Regions from separate parts of the Cricetulus griseus genome. Here region 2 is linked to region 1. Evidence: chromatin contacts called from public Micro-C data. All regions are on one chromosome and are shown on one strand. Each heading gives the region's core, a stretch centred on a gene start, on an enhancer-like site or on the middle of the called end of the contact. The rest is flanking DNA. Distances are from core to core; before and after follow the strand shown. Region 1 overlaps Dennd1b (DENN domain-containing protein 1B). Region 2 holds the start of Lhx9 (LIM/homeobox protein Lhx9).

The links. A called contact is a pair of places that touch in the nucleus more often than the background predicts.
Region 2: a Micro-C map of the CHO-K1 cell line shows a contact between it and region 1, with 2.8 times the contacts expected there. The contact joins the promoter of Lhx9 here to the enhancer-like site in region 1. A contact is called at or near these places in 2 of 8 Hi-C or Micro-C datasets (the CHO-K1 cell line and fibroblasts).

The regions. Positions count from the first base shown.
Region 1 is chr5:50,252,591-50,256,846 of CriGri-PICRH-1.0, forward strand. Dennd1b (DENN domain-containing protein 1B) reads right to left here. Exons shown (of 22, transcript XM_035444915.1): 10 at 2,747-2,847. Among named protein-coding and RNA genes, the nearest start is that of Dennd1b, 110 kb to the right of the region's middle. Within about 2 kb of position 1,526, at least 2 of the 6 cell types and tissues checked have open chromatin away from gene starts, as enhancers often do. A contact at or near this core is called in the CHO-K1 cell line and fibroblasts, where this site is marked.
Region 2 is chr5:50,476,771-50,481,301 of CriGri-PICRH-1.0, forward strand. It overlaps Lhx9 (LIM/homeobox protein Lhx9), which reads left to right and starts at 1,490. Exons shown (of 5, transcript XM_027417456.2): 1 at 1,490-2,116; 2 at 3,918-4,120. The coding sequence starts at 1,943.

The sequences.
Region 1 (4,256 bases), core at 276-2,775:
AAAACACAGATTATATCACTTCCTCCTAACAGCTTTCCTGAACTTAGGAAGAATGCTTTCTACTTAACCGCTTCAGTTGCCACCCATGTCTCTTTGAGTAACTCTGCTATAGCAATTATAGTGTTACAGGGTTATTCAGTACTTGGATGTGTGCATGGAAGTATGCAGAGAGCTATGTATATGTATTTATTTCTTTCAGTAAATCAACAATTAAAGAAGCTTATTCATTATATTACATATTCACAGCTTGCCAAATAGGTAGTCACTATACAATGGAGGGGTGAGAGGGTGGGTGGGTGGGTGGGTGCATGAATGGATGGATGAATGAACCAACCAACAATGTAATAAGAGTGGCAAAGGACCAAGATGTGATATTCATCTATGGTCACAAGAGGGCATTATGGTTCTCCAAAGTTATGGCACATCACCAATACCAGGTGCAGACAGAGAAATGTTTTGCTGCTCCGTGACTATTCAGGATTTGCAGCATCCCAATCACTCTGAAAAGCTAACCACGGTACAAGTAATCCTCAAACAATGTGGTCCCATTTGGAGCTTAGTGTAAACTTTTTGTTTGATGATTGAGACTGAGGGGATAACTTCCATTTTTCTTCCTTCAGCATATATCACTACGATCCTAATATCAAGGATATAAATGGAACCGAATCATCTTTCCTATGAAAGTGCTTCATCTATCACATGTCCTGACAATAGGATGAAGTGACATAGATGGGTTGCTAGATCCTTTAACAAAAGCTGAGCCTATCATATGACTTTAAGGCTCAGACAGTGCTTAGAGAGTTCCTGTTTGGATACCACAGATGGCATGGAAGCTGTAGGAACTTGTGCTAAAGACTATTTCCAGCATTGGGAGCAAGCAATAAGAAAGAAAGGGGAGAAAGGAGGAGCTTCTTCACTTAGACTGGAAGCAGCAGTAAAGACTTGACAGCAGGGTCAGAACCAAGAAAATAGTTCTGGAAAGAATTTGTGTAACATTGATACTTTAAAAATAATGCTTAAGAAAAATTTGAATATATAGCACTACATAGAATTGAGTAAAAGGTATGTTATCATAAGAAGTCAGGGCACTTTAACAGAAAAATTATAAAGCAAGTACTATTGCAAAATGTAATTCTAATCCTATAATTAAATTCAAATTAAATTAATTATAATTAAAATCAAAATGAATTTAATTGTATAAGACTTTTAGAAAAGAGTACTTTAAATGTCTAGTTACAGAACACTTGTATGTGAAAATCTATCATGTACATCATCATAAACCAACTGTATTTTCTGTCTTTAAGGAGGAAAACTAGTGTGTTGGTCAAAAGGAAAACTCTAAAATGAATAACAGAAAAATTTACTTATTGATCTGACTTTATACTTAGATTTGTGCACATCACACTTCACAATATAATTAAATTAAACCCTGTAGTCTACAAAACTATTTTTCCTTTCAAGGTGCCTAAGGAAAGAACAACAGTGGTGAGTCACTAGTCACCCACTTCACAGCATGAGCAATACTATTACCACACTATGGAAACACACAGTACAGCAGTGTAATCAATCTGGACAAGTACAAGCATTGTTTTAGAAGGCTAGTCAGAGAAACTTAATACAACACCTACCAGTCCTTTGTGCAAACATCGTATATTTAAATAATCACTATCCTTAAAGAATTTTAAATAATGTCTGTCTTGAAAATCTTAAATAAATATATTAATTCCAAAGGACTGATTTTTACTAACACTAGCTTTGATATAAGAAAATTATCAATGCCAAATGATTTCTGTGTGTGTGTGTGTGTGTGTGTGTGTGTGTGTGTGTGTGTGTGTGTATCATGCATGTATACAAAGGCATGGTTCAGAGAAAGAAATCCTAACAAATTTCTTAAAATTTAACTATTCCTGCAGGTGATTACATAATGAATACAATTCTTTACCCTCAAGGACCAAAACTACTGCATCCGAATCTAGTTCTGGAGTAGCTTCACTATACACAATCAAAGCTTCTGCTTTGGAGTCTACTCTTTGTCTAGCCTTACTATATACAAGCCTTGCTATATTCCAGTCAGAGAGAACAAGGAGGCCATTGGCCATTGTTCTAGTTTCTAGTGGCCTGATTGAACTCAGATTACTGAACTCACTGAGAGCTGTTTCTAAAGCCAGCCAGTTCTCACAATGGCTCTCACACTTTCCACACTGTTTTTCAAGGTTGCTTTAGGCTGACACTTTGCCTCATACCAGACTCTCAAAAATTCCTGTCCTAGAAACAATTGCTTTGGCAATACTGTTTTCATGATGCTACTGAGAAGAAAGGAGGTGAAGCAAAAGGGGGTCACAGGCAAAGGTATGAAAGGTTGTCCTCATGGAGCCAATTGGATAATGGGTAGATTTAACAGATAAATTCCGATACCTGGGATAATTGTTCTCTGACACCCAGATTCCTTGTATAATATTGGAACCACAAAAGGAAATTATATTTCTTACTTACACATCTTTTTTTCTAAACGACCACAGAATAAATTTGCAAAATTTAGAGAACTACATTTGACAAATCTAAATTTTTGCTATCTTTGGAATGAACTGTTCTGATACATAAAAAAAATATATTCTTTTTATACTTATGAGTCTGAAAATCAAGTTTCTATTGTTTCTTTCATCTGTAAGTGACTATAATATAAAGCACTTTTTGTTTTTTAATGGTGAACACTGGGCTGAAGGGGGTCTGGCGAAGGCCAGCTTACCAGCAGTAGTCCAGCAGGTGTGGAGGAAGCACGGGGATGTATATGTGCTGCCAGTACATCGGGTAGAGCAGAGCAGCCGATCCATGGAGACAGGCAGTTAACTAAAATTCACAGAAGGGGAACAATAATGAAGAGCTGCTGACCCTCTAAAGAAAAAGGCATGTTCAAGGTATCAAAGATGAGCGATCATCATAGAACAATTTACACAGTGACATAGCTCACACTGTTTTTACCAATGCTACATGGAAAAGCCTGTGTCTCAAAGGTCCCTCTGAAAAACACACAAACAGCAAAATGAGTTTCTTGGGAATCATATGCATATTTTTATATTCAACTTGAAAATATGGTTAGGGCTAAATTTTGGACCATATATAAAAGTTGAAGTGAAAACATTAGTGAGTCTCTTAGAAAATATTGTAGGAAATGACAATTTGTGCAACCCAGTTTGCGCATCACTCAGATTAATACAACACGATTAAATATGGAAAGAAGAGAGGCTGAAAGCTCCTGAGGGATATCATTAGGGCAAATTGCCAAAGAATGAAACATGAGCCAGTCAGGAGAGTCTGGAAGCTGCAATACTACCAGGGGACTTGAATGTTCGACAGTCGGAGCTTCGGTAATGTGTGAACTGTGGGTTATGGTATCAAGAGACGCTGCTCACTGACACACAGAATGTCACTATTGACCAGCGAGCTGCCCAAGCTTGACAGCTGTACTACAGGAAGCCAAGTATATCATAATTTCATATTGAAACTGCTCATTCCAGATTAACATTTTGTTTCCCAGCTTTAGATCACAGCGGCTGCAATTACACTGTTGCTACTTTAGAGGTAATTGCCATTTTAATTGTTGTGTTTGGGCAAGCAGTTAATTAAAATTTTTTAATGCTTAATGAAGGGATACCACTTCTTTCTCCCTCCTAACTAATCCTCATTGATATTTCTTCCTGTGTGACTTCTATTTTAAAAATTACTATAGTTATAAGGTATATTTTTACTGATTAAAGTAGTTATTAAACCAATGTTCTTTTTCATTGTTTTACAGTTACTAGTCCCCATTTCAAGTTTCTCAATTAAGTCATTTTATTTAACTTGAAAGTATGAATTAAAAAAAAAAACTATATGAAAATGAACCACAGACTCTCCATAAGGAAATAGCTCCATCTTTTAAAAAAAAGTTAAAATATAAACAATAACTACATCTAAAACAATACATGTATACAAAGTACTCAAAATCTCATTAACAACATCTTTGTTCTAACTGCAAATGTAAAATAGCTGCATTCAATAAAAAACCAATTAAGTAATGAGATAATGTGAAATAAAATAAAAACACAATGATTTCAATCGACTTTTACATGTATATTATGTATTTTCCATCATATTTTTTTTCATCAAATTTTTTTCATCAAGGTTAGGTGATAGACAATGCAGTCTGACCCAAATTTACTATCTGGTACGACACAGGAGCATTCCAGTGCCTTTCATACAAGCTTTGTTAGTTTAAC
Region 2 (4,531 bases), core at 240-2,739, 220 kb after region 1:
CTTCTCAGCTTTCCCTCCAGATTGGGCGAAAACTCCGCGTGGAACTTTCAGGGTGGAGGGAGGCGGGCCTGCCACCGGGCTGCTGCTCTGGGTATCCAAACTGAAGCCCCAATGATTACCGGAAAGACGGCAGAGTAGTGGGGAAACAGAGGCTGGCGACCACGAAGAAAGGGCTGAGAGCGGCCGGGCTTTCTTCTTTTTTTTTCTGATTAAGTTCCCGTAGCTGGTCCTCGCTCCACGATCCTAGGGGTTTCCTGGCCGTTTCGGTGAATCCACAATATCAGAGTATTGTGGCCACTTTTTAATGGGACCAGAGGGAGGGGAAGGGCCGCGCTAGCAAGAACAGAGGGCGACAGAACAATGCTATCTCTTGTGAAGAGCAGTCTGCTATCCAGCATGTTAGTTCTCACCTCCCCGCCTCCACCCTGAGCTCCTTTCACACCCACCCAAGTGTGCCAATGCCAGCGGCCAATGCCTCGTCCTACCCGGCTTGGGCGCCCAGCTCACCCGAGTCCTATCCTAAGCAAGCTGACAAATTCCAAACGGGACACTAGAATCTCCACTAGTTTACCTTCAATCTAGAATTAGTTAAGAGTCCTTCATGGTCAAGGTTCCATTGAATATCCAGGTCTACAAAAGCATTCCCTGGCCTCTACACTCAAAAATTTCAGAATACACACACACACACACACACACACACACACACACACACACACACACACACACACACACACACACACGTTTTTGTTTGTTTGTTTGTTTGTTTTTTCCCTCTCCAAAAGTAATACTCGGGAAAGTAAGTTCTCCACTCCCCTTTTCACTTTGCAGGGCACCTCGGAGCCTGGTGGTGTCTCCTGCCCTCGGTCTTAGACCGCCGTCAGAAGGGTGCTTTTAAAAAATGAGTGGAGAAAGAAGGGACACAGAGGAAAGGAGCAGGCTTTAAAAGCACCGCTGCGGAGAAGCGCTCCCTTCTAAGACTGTGGGTTTGGTGCGCGCAGGGTGACAGACTTGTGAACTGGGGGTTTGAAAGTCTGTGAACCAGAAGGAAACTTAAGGTTTGCAGCTCATCTTCAGTGTACACTGGGCTGGGGTCTGATGAACTGGGAGCAAATAAGACTAGCCCTCCCTCCAGCTCCATCCAGGACTCGGACAATAAGGGCTCCTTTAGTCCTTTAAAGCATGACTGTTGAGAACTCTTGGATGTGTACTGTGTGTGTGTGTGTGTGTGTGTGTGTGTGTGTGTGTGTGTGTGTGTGTAGGCGCGCGTGTGGGGGTGGGGGTAAAGGCCCCCTCCTTCTGCCTCCCCCCTAGTCCCCCACCCCTTTGTAATGTTTGTCCCTGCTTGCCCATCACCAGGGGGTTGAGAGGAGTATGACAGGTCTTTGTTGTCTGAATAAAAATCCGTGGCTGCTCCAGGGAGAGGACTCCTCCTACTAAATTATCAAAAATGGGCTGGCTTTAGTCTCTTAACAAATTGGACACAGCTCCGGCAGGAGCAGTCCCCAACCCAACCTAGAGGCACTGGGAACTTGCAGGCAGCTAGGGACCGCTGAATATAGCACTTCGTTTTCTTTGTGTTCAAAACTATTTTTTCTTTCTTCCTTAGATTTTGTTTTCCTCCTCCCCCAGCCCCCGCGGCAGTTGTTTTCCATTAGTAATTCGATCTCTCACTGTAGTAAGATTCTCCTGCTTTCCCCTCCGTCCGCGTTTGTTTGTTTTCTGCACATCTTCTGGGAAACGCCGGGCCTCCCCCACCCTCCCTTTTCCCATCGCTTTTTTGCCCGGATCTTTTCCCTCTCAAATAGATCTATTTCCACTCTCTCGTTTTCTTCCTTTTCTCTCTTGCCCCTGTCCCCGCGATCTACGCTCCTTCACCGCGCAGCCCTGCGCGGTCCCCTTTGCTTCCTCACGCGGATGAACTGAGAGCCCCAGGCGTGTGTTTATGGAAATAGTGGGGTGCCGATCCGAAAACAATTCGTGTCCTTTCCGCCCCCCAGCCATGCTCTTCCACGGGATCTCCGGAGGCCATATCCAAGGCATCATGGAGGAGATGGAGCGCAGATCCAAGACCGAGGCCCGTTTGGCCAAAGGCACTCAGCTCAACGGCCGCGACGCGGTAAGGACAGCCCTGGCGCGGCGCTGGAGAAACTGCGGGTCTCCGGCCTGCCCAGGTTGGGTATGGCGGGTCCCGGGGACGTCTGTCTGGGGACGCTCGCTCGCTAGGTTTTCTCGAGAGGTCTGTTTGCTAGGCAAGGGTCCCTTTCCGAATCGTGGTGTCTGGGATGCTGTGGTCCAGAGCTCACTAGTCTTTGTAACGGCTGATAGCGAGCACGCAGGACAGCCGGCCTTGGAAGGAGCGGGCGTCCTCCCTGCCAGCCTGCCCCAAACTCCAGTCTCTGGTGACTCGGCCGCCAGGCCGGATCCGCCGCCCCGAGGACAAGCTTTGGTGTAGTTACTAGGGGGCCGTTTACCGGCATGGTGTCCGGGACAGGCTGGAGCCGTGGGACCCCAGACTCTTCGGAGTAGACTCCGATGCGCTGGTCCATTTCCAATTTCTTCGAACATTCAGTACTCACCACCCGAATCCAGTGATTGCTAGGGCTTCTGGCATGCGGGTTCAGATACCCTGCTCACAAAATTGCGTTTCTCTTTTTTATGGGGAGGGTGCCTTGTGTAGCGGGAAATCGGATAAAAATGAGGAGCGCCCCCCGCCCAGGTCTAAAAGCAGGAACATGAACTCTTCCAACCCAAGAGAAGCAATCAGTCACAACCGCCGGTTACTATTCGTAATATCAGTTATGTCTTCGTGAAATTAATAGAAATTTAAGAATTTCCCCTTTCCACTTATGGACTGGAGGGAGAAAACTACAGAAGTCTGCGGAAATGATTCTTGGCGAACAGTGCTGTGTAGACCTTTCGTATCACTGCGGGGACTGTAGCTCAAACTGACCCGAGACGGTTCTAGCCCGTCAGCGAAGTTTTGGGTCTCGTTAAATAGCCCACTACCATCATTTGTACCATTAATTCAGTGAGAACCCTCTTTCTGAGTAAAAGGCGAAACTTAACATTCCAGTGCCGCCAAAATGAATGTAGTAGGAGAAGCCTGGACTATTTTACTAGTCTGAGGAAAGGATCCAGCCAGTAACTTCTTTCCATCTTAAGTGGCTATTTTACTTAAAAATAAAAAGAAGCAACCAAATTCGACTGGGATCCTTAAAGTGAGTTTTAACGCCTTAGCTAGCCTCTGTTGGGACCTCGGTGGAAAGCTTAATTTGGGAACCAAATTTTCAAGAAAAAGACATATATTGTTTATGCTGGCTAGAGAAAAGAGTGAGTATACAGAAAAGATTGGATAGGGGTCCTTCCTTCGGGACAGGCACTTCACTTTCTTAAAGGAACAGGGCAACGACCTTGAACTTACAGAATAGCAACATCTGCTAAGCATGTCTGAATCACAACAATGCCGGCCAAATTACTTCGCCTATTAAAATTCAGGAAAATAGAATTATAGCGTTGTTTGTGTAAAAGAAAATCGGTATGCTTCAGAATTCCTACTACTTCACAATAACAGCTCTGTTGTTCTATTTTGTGCATTGTTTGAAAACTCACAAAAATTCATCCTTAGTTATTCTACTTCTGGAACGCTTATCAAAACATCCTCTAGGCTCTAAATGTCTGGATGCTTTAGGGTCTCAGGGCCAGGAGGACCGGGACCCTGGTCTAGGCAAACTCCTAAGAAAGGGAACTGTTGGTCGTTGAAAAGGGAGAAATTGGGAATGTTTCCCCCACTTTTGCTTTTGGTGTTGTGGCCCCTGGTCTGATGCGCTCCTGCTCTGGGGAATTCGGCCAAAAGCATCCCGGGTTGTGCGGCAGCGCCCCGCGACCCCCATCAGCCTTGCCGTGTGCTTGCTTCACAGGGCATGCCCCCGCTCAGCCCAGAGAAGCCCGCTCTGTGCGCGGGCTGCGGGGGCAAGATCTCCGACAGGTACTATCTACTGGCGGTAGACAAGCAGTGGCACCTGAGGTGCCTCAAGTGCTGTGAATGTAAGCTGGCCCTGGAGTCTGAGCTCACCTGCTTTGCCAAGGACGGTAGCATTTACTGCAAGGAGGATTATTACAGGTACTTCTACCCCGCCCCCCACTCACGTTCTCCTCTAACCTGGTGGAGCCACCTACGGGAATCCGGAGTTGCCTCTCTGTCCCTGTTTTTTTTTTTTTTTTTCTTTTGTTGTTGTTGTTGTTGTTGTTGTTGTTGTTGTGTGTGTGTGTGTGTGTGTTTTGTTGTTGTGGTTTTTTTTGCTTTGTTTTGTTTTGCCCTTCAGGGTTCAATTATTTCTGAGATGTGAAATTCATTACAAATGCTTTAAATCAGTGAGGATAGGCGAGAAGGATCCTAAAGAGCAGAGATTTTTATCAGGGTTCCCAGGTCTTCCCAGCTACACGGCTTAGCCGAAAAATCCCGAAGAGAAAATGGATAGGTCTCTGGCGAACAAGACTTTTGCTCTGTTTTGTTTTGTTGGTCCCCCTTAAT